2 separate regions of the Gossypium hirsutum genome follow, and region 1 is linked to region 2. A link is a contact called in public Hi-C data. All regions are on one chromosome and are shown on one strand. Each heading gives the region's core, a stretch centred on a gene start, on an enhancer-like site or on the middle of the called end of the contact. The rest is flanking DNA. Distances are from core to core; before and after follow the strand shown.

What was found. A called contact is a pair of places that touch in the nucleus more often than the background predicts.
Region 1: a Hi-C map of fibers shows a contact between it and region 2, with 4 times the contacts expected there. The contact joins the promoter of LOC107949789 here to the enhancer-like site in region 2. A contact is called at or near these places in 8 of 34 Hi-C or Micro-C datasets (fibers, hypocotyl, leaf and 1 more).

Annotation. Positions count from the first base shown.
Region 1 is chrD03:38,963,023-38,967,091 of Gossypium_hirsutum_v2.1, reverse strand. It overlaps LOC107949789 (histone deacetylase 5), which reads right to left and starts at 2,789. Exons shown (of 14, transcript XM_016884547.2): 1 at 2,369-2,789; 2 at 1,742-1,940; 3 at 1,509-1,655; 4 at 1,274-1,386; 5 at 807-1,018; 6 at 631-695; 7 at 259-429; 8 at 9-89. The coding sequence starts at 2,565.
Region 2 is chrD03:38,897,423-38,901,421 of Gossypium_hirsutum_v2.1, reverse strand. It overlaps the pseudogene LOC107949793. Among protein-coding and RNA genes, the nearest start is that of LOC107949794, 12 kb to the right of the region's middle. Within about 2 kb of position 2,146, at least 6 of the 9 cell types and tissues checked have an H3K27ac peak or open chromatin away from gene starts, as enhancers often do. A contact at or near this core is called in fibers, where this site is marked.

The sequences.
Region 1 (4,069 bases), core at 1,540-4,039, 65 kb before region 2:
AAGCTTACAGGAGGAGCTTTTTGATCAGTCAATTTTGTTGGCAGTTTATCTGCTAATGTTGGCCAGTATGCACTCAACATCTGACGAACCTGGCAAAGAGTTCAAGCATGCTTCAGCCAAAGAAAAGACTAAAACAAGCACAAATTGCTAACAACTGATTAGGAGCCAAAGTAAAAAGGAGGAAAAGAGAGCAGAGTTAATTCTGCTAACAGCAGGAGTGGCTAAAAAGCTCAGCAACAGCTTTTAACAGATTATTACCGCTTGTATTACGCGCCATGTAGACTCAAATGGATATGCCTCAGACAATTCGGAAATAGGTTTGTCTTCTAACAAAACTTCCATGCAAGCTAAGGCTGAATTTGCAAGAGAATCAAGATTGTATCCTCCTTCTAGTGCCAAGACAATCCTACCTTGAGCAAAATCCATCAACTGGAAAAAGAAACGTTGCATTAAATGGAAAAGATATAGAAAACAATCTTTTCAGATATAAATAAAAGAAGCAACAATGTAGATCTCACTTCAAAAAATTATGAACGGGAAAGGGTACTTAAAAGTTATAGATCAACTACACTGGGCACAGGGAAATCAAAAGGGAGAAGTTAAGGAAATGATAAAAAAAGAATCACTAACCTTCTTCAACAAAACTGAATATCCATGAGGTGTTAACCGACATCCCCCTAGAGGATCACCAAAAGCTGTTACAAACAACATATAAGTAAGATTTATAATGATGGAGAGACTTAAAAGCAGCCGAAACTCCAACAATTGTCAATGTCAATGCGTAAGTTGGTTTATAACCATCAAACCTGCATCAAACCCTGCAGACACTAGAATTATGTCAGGATTAAATTCCTTAGCAACAGGAACTAAAACATGGTCCCAAACTGCTAGATAGTCAGCATCCCCACAGCGGCCATTCTCCCAAGGGACATTTATATTATATCCTGCACCTGGCCCTTCTCCAACCATGGTGTAAAACCCATCAAAATTAGCAGGGTAAAACCTACCAAACTCATGTCTGCAAGAGAAAACAAAGTAAAGCGTTCACATAAGTTAGGTGCAACAACAATATGCGAATAAATATCATAAAAAAAAACATATTCAATTTGAAAACCTGCACTTACAGAAAAAAGAAAAAGTTGAACAAACATGGCAAAAAAGATTTAAAATATGAAAAACAACCAATAGCATATACAATTGCCACAAGCAAATTAAGGGTAAGAACATATACAAAGTGATACACAAAAATCATTGGCTCATACTAGTTCTGTACCTGTGAACAGAAAAGAAAAGAACACGAGGATCACTCCAAAAAGTTTTTTGAGTACCATTACCATGATGAACATCCCAATCAACTATCAAAATCTTGTTTATACCAAGTTCAGGCTGAAAGAAAACATGAATGAATTAAAAATTCAATATTGTAACTTTCCGTGAAGACTTAGCAAGCTTCATTGAAAAATAGGAAAAATGACTCTGACTTGTAAAATCTAGCTCTCGTTTCTTACCCTTTGATCAAGTAGAAAACTTGCTGCTATGGCTATATTGTTGAATAAACAAAACCCCATTGCTTCATCATATTCAGCATGATGTCCAGGTGGCCTAACAATAGCAAAAGCAGAATTCAATTCCCCTTTTGCCACTTTCTCAGCAACCTATATGACAAAAAAATTTTCTGTTTTCAGTTTTTTAATTTTAAAATGCGAATCTAATGTTTATAGAGAATACTTTTATAATGTACCTCAATGACAGAGCCGGCTGCAAGGTATGCAGACTCTGATGATCCTTCATTCAAATATATAGAATTTAACTTGGAAGCAATCCGATTTCGCTTTGAATACTCTTTGGAGCTTATATTTCGAATCAGATTAACATGGTTTTTGGAGTGAACAGCGCAAATATATTCATCCTTGGCTTCTTTTGCATTTAAAATCACACATCTAAAAGATAAAGACAACGAGAACAAAATTTAAAAAAAAAATAAGAAAGAAATGAAATTAGGGTGAGTTTGGATGGGTGATTAGGTGCGATGCGGTGTATTTAGCTTACTTTTTTTTTATTTCACGCTACAATATCGCTACCGTATTTAATCTCACCGCCAACACTGTTTTTATACTATCAGCAGCTAAAGGCACCGCCCGTCCAAACTTATACATCCAAACTTATACAGTTAGATATTAGGGTTTAGGATAACAATACGTTTCCAATTCAAATAAATTGAAGATTTGAAATGAAATTTGCAATAGAGATCATTTTCATTTACTTATTACTCTAAAAATTGACTTTAAAAAGGAATTCTCAGCAGAAATAAACCGGGAGAAAATGGAAGGAAATATCAGATTAGTGGGTGAAATTTTTAAAATATTACCTTTGCGGAATGCCGGCGAGTTCAAGCTTGTTCCATATAACAGTGATTCGATCAGGTTTCTCGGGATGATCATCGCCATAAGGAGTTCGATGCTTACACATCCTCTGATCGTAAATTAAGCCTACCCGCCGTTCATTTTTGGCATCGTTCATGCGGTTGTAGTTACTCCTGCCCCCACCTGATCCCTCCTCCATCATGTCTCCCTCTCTTTCTCTGTGTTGCTTAGCCTCGGAGTCTTAGCAAGTGAAGAAGTGAGAGAGGAAGCAGCAGTCAAAGTAAGCGAAATTTGTGTTCGAAAATTAAAATTTTGAAATTTGTTCCCCCATTTTGTCCCTTTATTTTGGAAAGCTTTAAAAGGGAATGTAGTTTCTTTTTACGACCATAAGTGACACGACTTACTAGTTTGATTTGACCGACGATCTATATTCCATTTACTTTCTAGTATACAACGACGCAGGTTGGTTTTTTTTATACAAATAACCCTAAAATTTTTTATTAATTATGAAAATGACCTATGCTTTTTATTATATACAATCTGAAATTTACAATAAAAATTGGTGAAGTAAAAAAGTTTAGCGTCACTAATATACCATGTCAGTAAGCTCAATAAAAAAATTATTTTTGTGGTGGCATCATTTGTGGTAGAGTCATGTAGAATGACGTCACCTGTATAAGTATCAAAGAAATACTACTCTTTTTGAAAAATTGGAGAGTCAAAAAATAAATATGGTGGTGGAGCCAAAATATTTGGCGTCGCCACTTTTGTATGTGCCCGTGTAAATTTTTTTTTAGTTTTTTTAAATTTTAAAATTATAAAAAATTTAATTTTTTATTAGGTGGAGCCATTCTAAATGGCGCCACCACTTTATGTCAAATCTTTTTTAATAAATGTGTTTTTTTTTATTTTAAAAAATAATATTTATTTGGTGGAATCATATAGAATAGCGTCACCAGTATATTCTATATGTTTTGTTTAAATGTGTTATTTTTTAAATTTTTTTAAATAATATTTTATTTGGTGGTGCCATATAAAATGACGCCACCAGTGTATTTTAGTATGTTGCTTTTTAATTTAAAATTTTTAAAAATAATATTTTATTTTTATGGCTTCACCACCTTAATTATTTTACATATATAAATATTGTTTAGGCTTTTTTGTAACAGTTGAACTGGAAGAGAAGAAAAGAGAGAAATTGTTGTGTTTAGTAGGAGAGCTCAAAAATTCTAGTGAAGATGAATAACTCGGTGTTTTTTGTGTACGTTCTTTTTTATGGTGAAATTATAGAAGGTAATGTTGGTTGTGTATTTCAAGGTTGGCAGAGAGTAGGGTTGCGATTCCATAAAACTATGAAACTAGAATAAATGAATAGGAAGATCTGTGCGAAAATAGCTAACCGTTGTGGAAGGTTGATGTCCAGATTATTTTACAAGTTCCCAATATTTAAAAATCCGTTGAAATTTTGTGAAATGCAACTATTATATAATGATGACTTGGGCACTATGATGGAAATATGGTGGTCAACTGGGAGTAGAACCCCCAACCAGTTGAGTTATTTATTGAGTTAACTGACTTAGAGCCAATTGAGAATGTTAGTCCAATAAGTCAACATCGCAAGTTTGACTTTGATCTTAATATTGAATGAACAGATCAATTAGACTACGGAGGGACATCGCAGATGCACGGAAATCCATATTATGGTG
Region 2 (3,999 bases), core at 897-3,396:
ATATGATGCCAGAAATAGGTCATTTAACTACCTCTTGCATGACTCGATCACGAGCAACTTGCATTGTACATTTCCTGCTAAGTCCTGAAAGAATATGTTCTGCTCCAAGGTTTGATGTCATGATGATCACAGTATTTCTGAAGTCTACAGTGCGGCCCTGGCCATCAGTTAACCGACCATCATCCAAGACTTGAAGTAGTGTGTTGAAAACAGAGAGGTGTGCTTTCTCAACTTCATCAAAGAGTACAACACTGTAAGGCCTCCTCCTCACTGCCTCTGTAAGCTGCCCTCCTTCCTCGTGGCCAACATACCCAGGTGGTGCCCCAATAAGTCGAGCCACTGAGTGTTGCTCCATGTACTCAGACATGTCAATCCTGATCAGCAGATTCTCATCATCAAAGAGTTGTTCCGCTAGTGACTTAGCAAGCTCCGTCTTGCCAACACCGGTTGGACCCAAGAAAAGGAATGAGCCAGTTGGCTGTTGTGGCCTTCCTAATCCAGCTCTCGACCTCAAAACAGCTTCTGCAACAGCATCAACAGCCTGGTTTTGTCCCACCACTCTTTGATGCAACCTCTCTGCAAGCACAATCAACCTCTCCTTCTCATTCTGTCCAAGCCTCGTGACGGGGATGCCAGTCCAGCGGCTTACAGCCTCGGCAATGTGCTCCGGTCCAACTGTTTCGGTTAACATTATGTTCTCATCTGCTGTGCCTTCGATCTGGGCTAGTGCAGATTCCACTTCCTGAATCGCCCCATATCTCAAATCAGCAGCTCTTGCCAAATCATATCTCCTTTCAGCCTCCTGTAAAGCAAGCATGAGTTCTTCTCTCTTCTGCTTCAATCTTCGAATCTCATCAACCCTTTCTTTCTCTTTCGATATTTCATCATCAATGGCAGAAGCTTGTCCCTTAAATCATCAAGTTCTTTCCGGACCTAAACAAAACAAAACAAAAAGTTATAGATCCAACAAAAGTAAGAACATAAACTTAATCCATCACTTTTTGAGAGTCAAAACTTACTTCAACCAGTCGAGCTTTGCTAGCCTTATCCTTCTCTTTCTCCAATGCATGAAGCTCAACTTCTAGTTGCATTCTTTTCCTTTCAAGATTATCAATTTCTTCAGGCTGACTATCAAGCTGAACTCTCACATTTGCACAAGCTTCATCAACCAAATCGATTGCTTTGTCGGGAAGATGCCGTCCTGAACCAAAATACCAATGAATATCATTTAGAACTCAGCAAAGAAATTCAAATCCATGCTTTAAATAGATATAATTAATACTTGATCAAGCATCTCTAAAGAAGAAATATGGCATACCAGTAATATATCGACTTGACAGTTGGGCTGCAATCACCAAGGCACGGTCTTGAATCCTAACACCGTGATGACCCTCGTATTTTTCCTTTAATCCTCGAAGGATGCTAACGGTGTCTGGTACACTAGGCTCAGCAACATAAACCTGTTGAAACCTTCTCTCAAATGCAGCATCTTTTTCAACATACTTTCTATATTCTTCCAACGTAGTAGCACCAATGCACCTAAGTTGACCCCTAGCAAGCATAGGTTTAAAGAGGTTGGCTGCATCCATGGAACCCTCCTAAGTGGATTTCATCAATGAAGAGAATCACTTTCCCTTCAGCTTCCTCAACATCTTTCAAAACCGCTTTCAATCTTTCTTCAAACTCTCCTCTATATTTCGCTCCTGCAATCAGTGCACCCATATCCAACGCAACGAGTCGAACATCGGCAAGATTACTAGGCACATCTCCCCTCACAATTCTTTGAGCCAAACCCTCTACCACAGCAGTTTTACGAACACCAGGTTCTCCAATTAGAACTGGGTTGTTTTTAGTTCTTCTGGACAGGATCCTAATGACCCTTCTAATTTCTTCATCTCGGCCTATTACAGGATCAAGCTTCCCTGCTTGCTCAACAAGGTCAGTCCCATATGATTTTAAAGCTTGAAATGTAGTGTCCCCTGATGCACTCTCCACCTTTTTCCCTTCTTTTCCTCGAAGCTTTTCGAGCTCGGATTTCACTTTTGCTGGTGTAACCCCTGCTTCTTTCAACAAATCCGTAATCTGAGAATCCTCAAGGAGGCCTAGAATCAACTGATCGACCGCCAAATGGGTATCCCAGCGAGACTTTTGGGCGGCTTGGGCGCGACGGATTGCCTTAACAAGAGAAGAACTAGCAGGGACTTGATCTGGTGGAGGTGACTGTGTTGGAAGCTTTTTCAAGGCTTGATTGAATACCCTATCCACGGATTGTGCGACACTCTCACCTCCGGAGTTGGAGATTGCTTGATAAAAGATGCCTTGGGAGTCGGATATTAAAGCAACCGCAAGATGGAGGGTAGTGAATTGGGCATGGCCATTGCTCGTTGCTAGCTCATGAGCCCCGGCAAGAGCCTCATTCGTCTTGTGAGTGAATTTATCGGGATTCATTCTCTTTACTTATTATAAAAACCTGCAAAAAAAATCCAAAAACTAAACCCATTCAGTAAATAACCAAAAGCTTTGGATCAATGTAAATTGACAAAAACTTTCTTTTTTCTTTTTTCGAATATCTAATTTTCAGAAAATGCATCTTCTTTGATTTACATTTTCAAATATCATAAAAACAAGAAAAATAATAGAAAAGAAAGAAAGAACTCATTTCATACAATTCAAAGCTTTCTAACACACAAATATAGAAACATAAAAAAGGAAGATTTTTGCTTCTTACCTGATGATAAGAAATAAACAAATTCGTCTATCCGATAGGTGAAAAACAGAGAGTTGTCTGCGTTGCTCTGTTTCTTGTTGTTAGTCTTTCTTGTCCCGGAAAAGGGAAAAAAAAAAGCTTGCTTTGTTTGATATATGAGAATGGTGGATTGAAAAAAGTGAAGGATTACTTACATTTCGCTGGTGAAATTGCGATGGAGAAAGGAGGTGAAGACTGGGTTTTTGTTGAGGAAAGCGAAAATTCACGAAACTTGTAGAAGTTTTTCATTAGAAGCAGAAATTTCTACGCTTCTTTCTTTTTTCTTTTTTAACGTCCGAGTTTGACAGATTCGTCCCCCACGCGCTTTTTTTTAATTATTAATGGTTAAAATGTGACATAGGTCCTTGTATTACTCATAAATTTTGAATTTAATCCATGCACTTTTATTTTCATGATTTTAGTCTCTATTTTTCAGATTTCAAAATTCAGGTCTAATTGGTAACATTGTTAAATTTTTTGGTGTAAAATATTGAAATTAAAAATTCACTTGATAACCATGTAACTAAAAAAAATGATGTTGTAATTAATCTAAATTTTAAAATATTAAAAGTAGAGAAACTAAATTTATAAAAATAAAAGTATAGGGTCTTATAACATATTTTAACCTTAAAAAAATAAAGATAACTCTTAAAATCACATGTGATTATTTAAAATGTTGGTTAAGTTCTGAAATATTATCAAAAACTTATGTATTTTATAAAAATAGTAAAAACACAGTATTTTTAATAATGGATATTAGTGCAAAATAATATTCCTTATTAAAAATATTGAATAAAAAATATTAACTTATTTAGTAATTCAAATATAGATAACAAAATCATTATTAAAGTATTTGCAAAAACTAAAAAAAATGATATATTATAAATTATCTTGTGATAGAGCAACAACATCGTGCTATACTTCCTACATTACTTGTGAGGCTTGCCAACTTACTACTATATAAACTCTAAAAGCTCGATAAGGTGACATGTGACTCAAGGGATATATATGAGTACACCTGCTAGTAAAGTTATATGACTCATCCCATGAATATCAATAGAACATTTATCTAAGAGTGTTTACGGTACAAATCTTTTGCATCATATCCCATTTTCTCTCCTATGTTTTCTATCTTCACTTTCCACCACAATTGTAACAGATTTCGACTCTAATCGGACATAGTAGTTTCGGGACCATAAGTCCGAGTTAAAAAAATATTTTAATATTATTTTGTGTGTTTATTATGTGTGAAT